2 separate regions of the Callithrix jacchus genome follow, and region 1 is linked to region 2. Evidence: chromatin contacts called from public Hi-C data. All regions are on one chromosome and are shown on one strand. The core of a region is the stretch at or near the end of the contact, and the rest is flanking DNA. Distances in the headings are between cores, read along the strand shown. Region 1 overlaps USH1C (USH1 protein network component harmonin). Region 2 overlaps KCNJ11 (potassium inwardly rectifying channel subfamily J member 11).

Region 1 (5,750 bases), core at 953-3,452, 130 kb after region 2:
CTGGGGACTTGGTGTTCCAGCTGCTGTGAGACAAAGAGTCTCTCATGGCTCTAGACAAAATGATGATGGGTTTTCAGAGCCAGCATGAGGGGCAGGGTTCTGTTGTCCTTTCAGCTGTCAGTTACATCCATGGCCGGTCAGTTACAATATTCCTTTTGGTCCAGACTGAGAGGGGAGGCAGATGGGGTGATTGTGCTATTGATTCTACCCAGAAGCAATTTTTCTCTTTTTTGGAAGTAAAAATGAAAACCAAAACGCCAGCTGTTTCTGGAGTAAGTAGACTAAGGGATGGGGGAAAGGCTGCCCTCACTATCACCAGCGCTTGAAAGGACGCGATTTCTGATGGGAGGTGGTATGTGTGGAAGACTCTAGTTCTTTTACATTTACATGTTATCAGTACCTGAAAAAGATTTGATGTATCTGCCCCCTTTATTATTTTTTTCATGTAAAATCCTATGTGTCGTTTTGTGTGTGTGTGATTGTGTGTGTGTGTGTTTTGTCCTCTCTAGCTGAGTTCTAGTAGAGGCAGCATATAGAGAAGAATTAGAAATCAAACCCAGTGAGGCATCCTAAGCCACCAAAGTCAGCCTGTCAAATGAAACAGACGGTCTTATGAGACCAAGGCCTTTCTGAGGCCATGGCAATGTGGGAAGGAATTCCCTGAGGAACTCTTCCAAGTTTATTCAACGCGGTACAAATCATGATCTGTGTTCCTAGATAAAGACACTTACCTCTGTCAGGAAAAATATTACTGTCAGTTATCTTAATAGCAATGTGCTGGAGGAAGGGGGTAGATTTTCCTGGCACAGTTAATATTCCCATTTTACAGGCAGGGAGAAGTTACATATCATCAAGGTCACTCAGCTGCCAGTGCTCTAGTTTCTGGAGAGCCAACATCTTGCCAGCAAGTGCTGGTCAAGTGATAACATCCAATTTAGCTCACCCAGATTTATGCTGATGCCTGACTTCCAAATACCAAGTCATCTCGAATGTCCAATTACAGATATTAACAGCAGTGTTTTCACAATCAAATGTCAATGTGATTTAGACAGACATGGACAGGAGAGTTTTACAAGGCCTGGAGATATTGTAATAGGATTTAGAGAGAAAATTAAAGGTCCTAGAGATTGGAAAATGCATTATCCTGGGCACATGCAGAGAGATTCCTAGGAGAGGGCTGTGCTTGGTGTAGGCCTCTGTCCCGACTTGAGGCAGCAAATCCCCACCTCACCAGCCAGGCTGCGTCTGGCACAGCCGGTCTCATAACGTGCACTATGTACACCCACCCCGGTAATTCGCTCTGTCTGACCCCAGGCTTCTGGCCTTGGCATCTAGTTCTACTTGTCAGAGAAACACAGGAGAAGCTTCCTGCCCCTTTCCTGTGCCCATCAGCGCTGGTGCTGATGCACACAGTGCCAGATGGTACTTGGGCAGGTCTCATGCCATGAATACCTCCTCCAGTATTGCCTTTGCAACGGCACGCAGCCATTTGATGTCAGCCTGACACAGAGACACAGATGGGGTTAGCCTTCTGAGTGAACAGGCCAAGGCACACCATTTAGTGTTGACAGGGCAAGCAATGTTTGTGAAAAGCCAAAACCCACAGCAAACTCAGCAGCACACCAGCACAGCACCCAGCCCTGTCCTACCTTCCGGATGGTTGGGAATTTGCCATCGTAACGATAAAACCACCCAAAAGCTATAAGAACACAGAGAACAAAATGATAAGACGCAGCTTAGCTCCGTTCAGCCAGAGGGTTCATGGGCAGCAGATGGGAGCTGGGTTCCCAAAGAATGCACGGCTTTGTGAGATGAACAACACTTGCAGATCTGACAGCAAAACTGCAACCTTTGTCCAACTGTCTGCTCACCTGGCCTCACCTGGGTTGCAGAACAGGCCTAAGACCACCTGAGAAAAGCCCTGGTTCCCAGGCCCTGGGTCACTCTCAAACGCCTCTCCCCAGTACACTGGCTTTAGAAGTCAGGGCCAGAACATCAAAGAGAAAACCCCTGTGGAAGGACACGCTTTTCCAAATCAGTCTTCACATACAAAGCCTTGTTGAAAGAGAACAAGGCCTTTTCTAGCCCATGTCTAGTCCCTCCATCCAAGAAACGGCTCGAGACAAAAGGGAGCCTGGGTGTCTGCCTACGACTGTTGTTCAACAGAACAAAACTGGCTTGTCTCATAGCGCAGGCCAAGTCCTCTGCTTTCAACACTGAAAGAGAAGGCAGTGGCTGGGGCAGCTCTGGGATGGACGGCTCCAGCAGGAGTGGGCAGGAGATGTGCTCCCAGAAAACACATCCTCATCCAGGCCAGATAACCAGTGCACCAGCCCCCTTCCTGCCCCAGGCCACAGCTCCACAGAGTAATACCCACAATCCGAAGCTCCCTGGGGCCAAGAGTGATGGCTGAATTACCCACCCCAGGCCAGCCTGAATGCTGGAACAAGATGTTGATAGCTGGTCCTGATGGACCAGCCTCCTGATGGACAGATCCTTAGTTGCTGGATCTGTGCATGGTCTAGGGGGTCCTGGGGGAGAGGCCAGAGCAGCAGAGGGGGAATTTGGGCAGTATCTAAATATTTGAGCCAGCAGTTCAGTGGTACTGGTGTGTAGCAGCTGATCTACTAGCCTGGCCATTGAGTCCTGTCCTGTAGGCTTTATATACGGTGCTTGGGCCAAGCCAGGGTTTCAAGGAGCTTTGTAGACTCCAGCAGTCACCATACATGCCGGTCCCCTGAATCCGGGTGTCTGTACTGCGGTCAGGAGGAGGTGGGCAGGGCAAGCAGAGCAGCCAGGCTAGGGAGCAAAGCGGGGGCGCGAACCTGCTCTCCCTGCTCCTCCGTGCCTCCTCCGTCAGGGTCATCTGCGGGCTCGAGCTCAGGCTCCACTCCCTGATCATCTACCCAGGGAAAAGAGGAGGGAGCTGGTGAACCAAGAGGGACTTGGGAGACCAAGAGGCCAGAGAAGCTTCTCAGGAGTGTGGAGACCTATGATCTGCTTCCTCCAGGGAAGCTGTGAGGTGAGGGGCAGGGGACAGAGTTCAGGAGTGCAGAGCAAAGGTTTTTTGCTCTGAGTTGGTGCATACAGTGCTTTCAATCTTGGCAACTTGAATTTCTCTGTCTGCACAAAGGGCTAACAACAGGAAACTCAGCTCTGAGGGCAGTGTGAGAACTATTTTGTAGGGTGTTGGGCTGAAGGTTGGAAAGTACAGTGAGGAGGATGGGAATAGCTGATAATTGCACAGGTTTGAGGACAAGGCGCTGCAACGGGAGAGCAGATCCTCCTGTCTTCTGCTTATCACCCTTGCCTTAGAGCTCTGGGTCCTCAGGGGATGTCTGAACAGTCTGGGCAGCAGATGGAGGCTGAAGGTCCTGAGGAGGTGGGGATATCCCAAAAGGTAAAAGGGGTACATGTGGTTAGGAAGACCTGAATTTTGACATAATGTGGAGAGAAGAGCAAACCCTCCTTTCCAGCTGTTCCGGCTTGGACTCTGGCCTTCCTAGGACCCTGGAAGGTAGTGTACCAGTTTGCTTGTGAGCTGTTTTTTAATATTTCAAAAGCCTAACAGAACTTGCCCATTAGCTTATGCAAAGGCTGTTAAGTTCTTTTACTCTTGGCTCAAATTACATTTACCCAACAGTGGAACCTGGATGCTCCCTTACTAACAAGGACTACTTAATAAAACAATGGAACACAAACAATTATTTAATAGTTTGAAAGGAAAATAACCTCAACTTCCAAATCATGGAGTCTGTTGTGGTGGAGACTGGGAAGATAGTGATGGGGCCCTGGATAGGGAGAGAAAGTTGGAGATCTCTTATTTAAACCTCCTCATCTTTCAAGAATCCTTCAGCTACTGGATCCTACATCAAGACTGCCCCTGCCCCCGACCTCCATGCAACCACCCCTTGCTAAGCTAAGGAAAGGAGCCTCTGTGGTGGTTTCTCAGTCTTCAGGACTTGGCAAAATGTTGGGGTCGGCTGGATTAGCCATGGTAGGTGGGAAGAAGAAATTGTAAGAGCCCCCTGGGATAGGTTGGGGGGCAGTTAGCCCCAGGCATATCATTAGGATGAGTGACTTCATTTTGTAGATAAGAGATGCTCTATGCTCCTTTATTTTAAAAAATGCAGGGCTGATCCCTTGCAGGCACAGAAGCCTGAGTCAGGAATAACCTGTCACAAGCTAGGTCCCCAAGTTGAAGGGTGGTTGGGTAGGGGTTGGCTGGGGCCCAGGCCTGCTGGACCAACTCAGCCAAGACAATGCCAGCCCCCAGGGAACAGGGAATGAGGCAGGACGGGAGCTGGCTCAGGGACCTCACTGCATTTCCTGCCTTAGGTCCAAATGAGAATTAAATTGCCGGTGCATACCGAGATGGATGGAGGCGGCAGCTGTCCCAACTCAGCGGGCAGGCGGGGGCCATCCATCCTGCGCTTTGTGGAGCTGCCTAAGATTACATTTACCTTGAGCAAAGGCAAAATTCTTTCTCTTTTTATTCAAGGAGCTTGATTTGGTTAAAAAGCACTAAATAAATAACCAGCTAGTGAAAGGGTTTTTATTTTCCATTGTTCCTGAGAGGGTGTGTTTGCTGTGAAGCTAAGACCCAATTTCTTGGAAGGTACCAAATTGACTAGGATTACTTCCATGAGAAGCAATTAAAATCGATTTCTCTCCTGCAGCTCCTATTTCACTGATAAGAACAAATTAGCTGCCCGTCTAAAACACGGATCATTCATCGGGAACTTAGTTCTGGCCACATCCTCAACTGATACTGAATGTCACGGGGGAGGCTGATGAGAATGTGCTTTGTCCTTCTGAGAGGACCAGGGGATGACACTGCCCTGCTGCCAGGAAGAAATGTGTTGGGAGTTGTTTGCCTGCACCAGGGAGAGGTGAAATGGAAGCATCCAGATGCCCTGCACCTCTTCCTTGGTGCAAGTGGCCTGTATTGGCAGGTTGACATTCCCATAGGTTTTAGATGTGACCCAAAGTTGGGGACAGAGCTGTCCAGACCCCAGCACAACATGCCAAATGGCTGCCCCACAGAAGAGATGGGGAACCTGGGCTCTTGAATCCAGATTCGCCCCTAGCGGGAGGTTCCCAGGTCAGCTGAGCACAATCAGCTGGAGTAGGGCCTGTCCTGTTTTGACTATAAGTCAAAATAGCTGGAAGATGGGAGTAAGGACCCAACCAGCAGTCCTGGACTTGCGGTTGTCATGGCCCCCTTTTTCCTCCATCAGTGTGTGCTGTCTCTTAAAGAGGCATCTGGAAGTTGGCGTTGAGAAGGTGGTCAGGGAGCAGGTGGTAGAGGCCTGAACTGAAACTGGAGGTGAGGATATGGGACAGATGAAGAGAGGTGATAGTAAGGAGAGCATGAGCTGAGGCCCCAGGATAGCACAGCTGCAGCCCACAGCTGGGTGCCTGGGAGGGGTCTCCTAGTCCTATTTCTGCCTCCATCCCTGGAGTGGCATGACAGTGGTCCACCTACAGGGGTGTAGGGGCTGGAGACCCTTGGCAATCTCCTCCCACAGTTATGCATCAACCTTGGACCACCAGAGCCCTTCTCTGATGTGAGCTCCTTCCTCTCTTTTCTGCTGCTGGCTTTCCTCCCAACCCCTATTCAGAACCAAGTAGGAGCAGAACCTGGCACCCAAAACACTAGGACAGTAATCCCATGAGCTAGTTTCACTTTTGCCATGGCTCTTATTCCCTCTTCAGCAGCCTGACAGCCTGTCCAAGTCAGTGTGGGG
Region 2 (5,747 bases), core at 2,556-5,055:
GGCAGAGACGACAAGGTTTCTCAGAGAATGTGTGAGTAACTGGAGTGGCTTTTCCTGAGGACCCAGACAGCCTGCTCAAGAGCAGTTGGAGCTGCCCTCCTTGCATGGAACTATGGAATGATTTTAATTCTACTTCCCAGGTGAATGGGAAACCAAGGATGCAGCAGGCATTTAACAAAAAGGAATCTGCGTCTCAGTCAGGACTGTATTGCATTGCTTCTCTCTGGACTAACTTGAAGTTACTCCCTTTCCCCCAATAATAATGGCATTGTGAAAAAAGTTGGAATTGATCAAGTGGTGTAAAGAGTAAACAGAGGAAAGACTACCCAACGTCTGGTTTGCTTCATTTGGTGGCTGATGATCTGGGGAGGAGGAGGTTGGGACCTATTTGTGTTGCAAGGAGCAATATCATTTCATGAAGGGAAGGTACATGGCTGACAAAAGGGCTAACTGGAGCCTATGAACTAAAGACAGCTGCTAGGTAGTGCCACCCTGTGCTGCACACCTGAACATCGTTGCTTCTCCCAGTGAAGGTAATAAGATATGGGGTTGCACAGGCACTTTGTCTTACTCATTCCACTCACTGGCCTTGGTGCCTGCCAGGAACTGAGGTCAGGGGAAAAGGCAGAAGTTCACACTCCTGGAGCCAGGTTGGCCAGTCCAAGCAGCCTGCTCTTCACATTACTCCAGAGTTGGACCTGCCCAGGCTGGAACTAGAATAGGGTGTGGGTTAGCACCTGTTTCCCCTCCTATAAAGAGTCAGTGCTCTGGGCAAGTAGATCTGGCAGAGGGATGGCCCATAACCCAGAATCCAGCACAACAAAAGGCACTTCTGGCCCAGCTCTGACCATCCCCACTGTTCTTCCTTTCCCCAGCTTCTTTCAAGCTGGAATCAATCTGCTGTTCGGACCTGAGGTCAACATGACTTTAATGTACAGAATTCATGTCTTCTTTCCAAAGTTATCTGCACACTTGGTACAACACAGAGTGTCTGATTTCTAGGTCTGGGAAGACCTCAGAGGCCCCGGGGAGCCCAGAGACCTGTGGAGTGCCAGGGAGGCTCTCCTGTGAATGCAAGCTCCCTGAGAAAGTTCTCCTTAGAAAAGGATGCACAGGAGGAGCTCAGGTGAAGGACAGAGCATCCTGCCTGTGGAAAGTGGGCCCTGGAGAAGCTGCATGAGTCCTCTCCAGCAGAAGGGCCAGAGGTACACATTAGTGGTGCTCAGGTGTGTCTCATGGTGAGATTGGCTAGAGATGCCGAATCCACAGGTGTTAGGCCTGGGCAGGTTCCAATATGAGATAGTCCAGTTTTTCAAGACTTTCACACAGGAAGAGGGTGGCCTGGCTTTGCTTCCCTGTGAAGTTCAGGACTGAGGCCCAGGACACATCTCACACCATTGATAAGAGTTAGGGACAGATGGGTGGCAGATGTGCCCAGTCAGGCTGCTCTGACGCCTGACTGGCTGGGAGAAGAATAGCCTGGAAGGCAAAAACCCCAGTCTTCCTGTGAGAAGGGGTAAGATGGCAGGCTCACCATGCACGTGGGCCGGAGAAAGTGCTAGGGAGGTTGTTCTGACACCATAGATGATTTGGACGTAATCTAGGCAGTCACAGAACAGCCAAGCCTGCTGTCAGTTTTGAATCTGGGATCTCAGGGAGGCCCAGGGGCTTCCTGAGTTCCACCTTCCCTCTTGCCCTTGGTCTGGAGACAACTTTCTCCCTCTGGTGAATTTGACACTTAGAACAAGGTACAACCCTACTAAAAGCTGGAGCTCAGGTCACTGGGACAGTGTGCTGTGGGGAAGAGGGGGAGGGAAGAGCAGGGCTCTGGCATTAGATATAGTCAGACTGAAATCTTGGATCTGCCTCTTACTAGCTGTGAGATCTTAGCAAATTACCTCCTGCTATAGGCTAAATGTCTATGTCCCCCTAAAATGCATATGTGAAATCTGAATGCCCAAGGTGATAGTATTTGGAAGTGGGGCCTTTGGGAGATGATTAGGTGATAAGGGTGGAGCCCTCATGAATGGGATTGGTGCCCTTATATAACAAGGCCTCAGAAAGCTCCCTCACACCTCCCACTTTGTAAGATTACAGGGGAAAGACAGTCTATTTAAGAAGCAGACCTTTGGCTGGGCACAGTGGCTCACACCCGTAATCTCAGCACTTTGGGAGGCTCAGGCGGGTGGATCACGAGGTTGAGAGATCGAGACCATCCTGGCCAACATGGTGAAAGCCCATCTCCACTAAAAATACAAAAATTAGCTGGGTATGGTGGCACATGCCTGTAGTCCCAGCTACTTGGGAAGTTGAAGCTTGAACTTGAGAGGCGGAGGTTGCAGTGAGCCAAGATCACACCACTGCACTCCAGCCTGGACGACAGAGCGAGATTCTGTCCACCCCCCACCCCCCAAAAAAGCAGGCCTTCAGCAGACATTGAATCCACTGGAACCTTGATCTTGGGCTTCCTAACCTCTAGACTGTGAGTAATAAACATCTATTGTTTATAAGCCACCCAGTCTATGGTATTTTGTTATAGAAGCCTGAATGGTCTAAGACACCAACCCTTCTGATCCTGTTTCCTCATCTGCAAACTCAAAGGAGAATGGTGCTTCTCTCATAGTCCTGCTGGGCCACAGTGACACACAATACTTCCCTTCTCCTTTCAGGGGCCCTGGAGCGAGCCAGCTCTGCACACAGCGTGTGGACAGGCCAGGCTGCTTCCTCTGCTGTCATGTGATGACTAACAAATGAAGTCCTGGAGGCAGAATATCAGAAACAAAATTACCACAGATGTTCTGGCTGGGCTGAGTGGCGCTCAGGTGAACTTCTTTGTCCAGTTGAGGCCAGTGCCATAGAGAAAGGTGCCCCAGGTGGAGGTAGCGCCATCAGTGGGCAAGAACACCTTTGCAGAGAAGAGACTTGGTTGAACTGTCTCTCTATGCCTGGCGCTTTCCAGCCCCTCCCTGGACTACGCTTAAGGCTGGAGGTCTCCCTCAGAGTTGGTGGAAAACCTAGGACCAGGGGCCCTGATTTTCTCTGCTGAAGTAAGTCTTCTCCGTGGCCAGCAGGTGGCGCGAAGCCCTCAGTTCTGTGGACTTCAGACTCTCAAGCAGCCTTAAGGTCTGTGATGGGTGGAGGAAGGTTACTATGGATGGGGCTCCAAGGATGATGCCAGCAGCTCCTCATTAGTGAGTCTGGCCCTTCTCCTTGGCCTTAAGGGCAGCTGAGCAGAGTCCCAAGAGCCAGGCTCCTAGAATGCTGGGCTGACTCTGAGTAGCTTTCCCCCCATCACCCTCTAAACCAGAAATGGGTCAGCTCTGCAAGGAAAGGAATCAGTGCTGGAGACTGGGTGGGTGCCAGAGAGGGCAGCTCAGACCAGCAGTGGCAACTTCCTGGCCCCTTGGCCATGCCTCTGGAGCCACCTGGGACAGACCCTCACTGATGCCCTGTCTGCAGGCCTCACACTGTAGCAATAACCCTGGATTTTTGTCCTGTATGCCATCCATCTCTCATCCATTCATTCATTTGTTCATTCGCATAGCACCTATGCAGTGTAAGCCAGCCACAGTGCTGAATCACAGTCCCTGACCTCAGGAAGCCATGGACTTGGGGATGGGGAGGCAAACCCCTAAATGCAGGCAGAAGGAGAATGCCCATAGTGCAGGGGAAGGAAGGGAACTTCACTTTCCAGAGAAATCAGGGAAGGTTTGGAGGAGGCATCATTCGGCCTGGATTTTTATGGATTTGACAGACAGAGAGGAGGCCTGGGAGGTCTAGGCCAAGGGAATAACACAAGCAAAGGCTGGGAGGTAGGGAGCTCAACATTACGTGCCAGGAGGGATAGGACGGTGAGGGAGACCAGGTCATAGGCATTGTCACAGCCCCAAAAATCATGGTCTCAGCTGGGAGGGGGCACCATGGGGAAAGAAAGACCCGGCAAAGAAATATGACCAAGGGCAAAATGAAAGCACCATCTCTCTTTAACGCTTGTTTGGCCAGTTTTCCCATCATTTAGCTGATTCAGCAGCAATCACAAGAGTTAACATTTATTGAGCACTTACTATAGACCAGGCACTTAAGCATTTTACATATTTTTCATTTACTCCCAAAACAATTCTATGAGGTAGGTACTATTAGCATCCATGTTATAGATGAGGCAACTGAGACACAGAGAGATTAAATTACTGACAAAAGTCATACAGCTAGAGCCAGGATTTGAACCCAGGCAGTTGGCTTGAGAGTTAGTGCTCCAACGACTACATTAATGCCTATAATACCCCTCTCCTTGGGCACTCCAGCCTTCCAGCAGGTCCCTGGGAGTAGAGACAGAGCCCATGGCTGCAGAGCCGGGTGAGTGCCCAAAGGTTGAGTTGGCCAGACAGGCTGACAGGGCAGGGCCACCTGAGGCAGGAGAGGGAAAGTCCCCCTGAGCTGGGGGAAGAGGTGCCAGCTTCCCACTTCTCCCCTGGCCTCCCTGCTAGGGTCTATAGTGCCTCTTGAAGGGGTGGCAGCTGCCAGCCCTGCTTCCCTTCCCACCAGCATGCTTGCTGCCTCCCCAGCAAGAACAGCCCAGAGTTAAGGTCATGAGGGGGAGGCTTTATTGACAATGGAGAAGGCAGAGTTCTAGGAAAGTTCGCACAGCACTGCTGCAAGGGTCCAGGCGCGGGTCAAACCCCTCAGAACCTCAGGGACCTCACTCCCTCCCACCATCCTGAACCTTCCAACACCTTTTCCAGCAACCCAAAGACACACAACCCCAAGCCACTCTCTGGACAGAGTGAGTGGCAGCCACTGCTGTGGAGCCAGGACTGGAGTTGGGTCTGAGGCCCATTGTGTATGGTGGGCACAAGACCCCCCATCCTCAGCCTCTGGGGACAGGTGGGAAGTAGGCAGGGGCAGCAGCCTCAGCCTATGGAGCACTCAGTGCAGGAGGCTGATGTGTCAAAAGGCAGGGGCACTGCGCATCTCCACCTCCCTGTGCCTGAGCAGGGCTCCGCAAAGCTGAGCCTCCTCAAGTCACCTTCCCCTGCTGCCTCCCCTTCCAGCCCTGAAACTGGCCCTTGGAGGGGACCCCTGTCAGCCGCAGCCTGTCCCTGTCGGTGCAGACTCCACAGCTCCAACCCTTCAGCTGGAACGAGCTCTCTCATCAACTGCCCTCCCCTGCTGGCCAGCCCCAGCCCTTAGCCTGGTGCTTTTTCAGGGACCAAGGAGAGCTGGGGCCTGACCACAGGCATTTCTTGGAACCATAGAAGCAAAACAGCAGCCCTCAGGGGATTGTCCTTCCCCAGCCACCTGCCCAGTGTGTGGCTGGTTGATTGTCGGGACCCAGAGCTGGCTGGACACCCAGCTTTAGGGCCCATCACCTCCCACAGCCTCTGCAGCCTTGGGCGGGAGAGAGGGGTGAGCCAGTCCTGAATCGGGCTGGGAGGAGCAGGGACAAAAATAACTTAGTACAGGTTCCTGCTAAGGCCAGAAATAGCGTAGTGACAAGTGCCTTGTAACACCCTGGACGAGCAGCAGGGGGAGGCTGAGCTGAGGACGGCGCAGCCTCACACCAGGCCCTGGCTGGGCTACATACCATACCGCACAGTCCGTGTGCACACGCAGGTGGGAGGGGGCCTGAGAGACCATGGCTCAGGACAGGGAATCCGGAGAGATGCTGAACTTGGGCTTGGACTTGGCCATGGCCACGCTGCGCTTGCGCAGGGGTCCGCGGGCTGAGGCGAGTGTCAGAGCTTCCAGTA

Evidence for each region. Hi-C and Micro-C count contacts between places; a contact is called where the count stands out from the background.
Region 1: a contact with region 2 is called in a Hi-C map of skeletal muscle, with 4 times the contacts expected there. The contact joins two enhancer-like sites. A contact is called at or near these places in 3 of 3 Hi-C or Micro-C datasets (induced pluripotent stem cells and skeletal muscle).

Annotation. Positions count from the first base shown.
Region 1 is chr10:83,507,624-83,513,373 of calJac240_pri, forward strand. The region is part of intron 14 of USH1C (USH1 protein network component harmonin); the gene reads right to left. Among named protein-coding and RNA genes, the nearest start is that of USH1C, 27 kb to the right of the region's middle. Within about 2 kb of position 2,203, at least 4 of the 16 cell types and tissues checked have an H3K27ac peak or open chromatin away from gene starts, as enhancers often do. A contact at or near this core is called in skeletal muscle, where this site is marked.
Region 2 is chr10:83,371,781-83,377,527 of calJac240_pri, forward strand. All of the region lies in intron 1 of KCNJ11 (potassium inwardly rectifying channel subfamily J member 11), which reads right to left. Among named protein-coding and RNA genes, the nearest start is that of KCNJ11, 4.9 kb to the right of the region's middle. Within about 2 kb of position 3,806, at least 4 of the 16 cell types and tissues checked have an H3K27ac peak or open chromatin away from gene starts, as enhancers often do. A contact at or near this core is called in skeletal muscle, where this site is marked.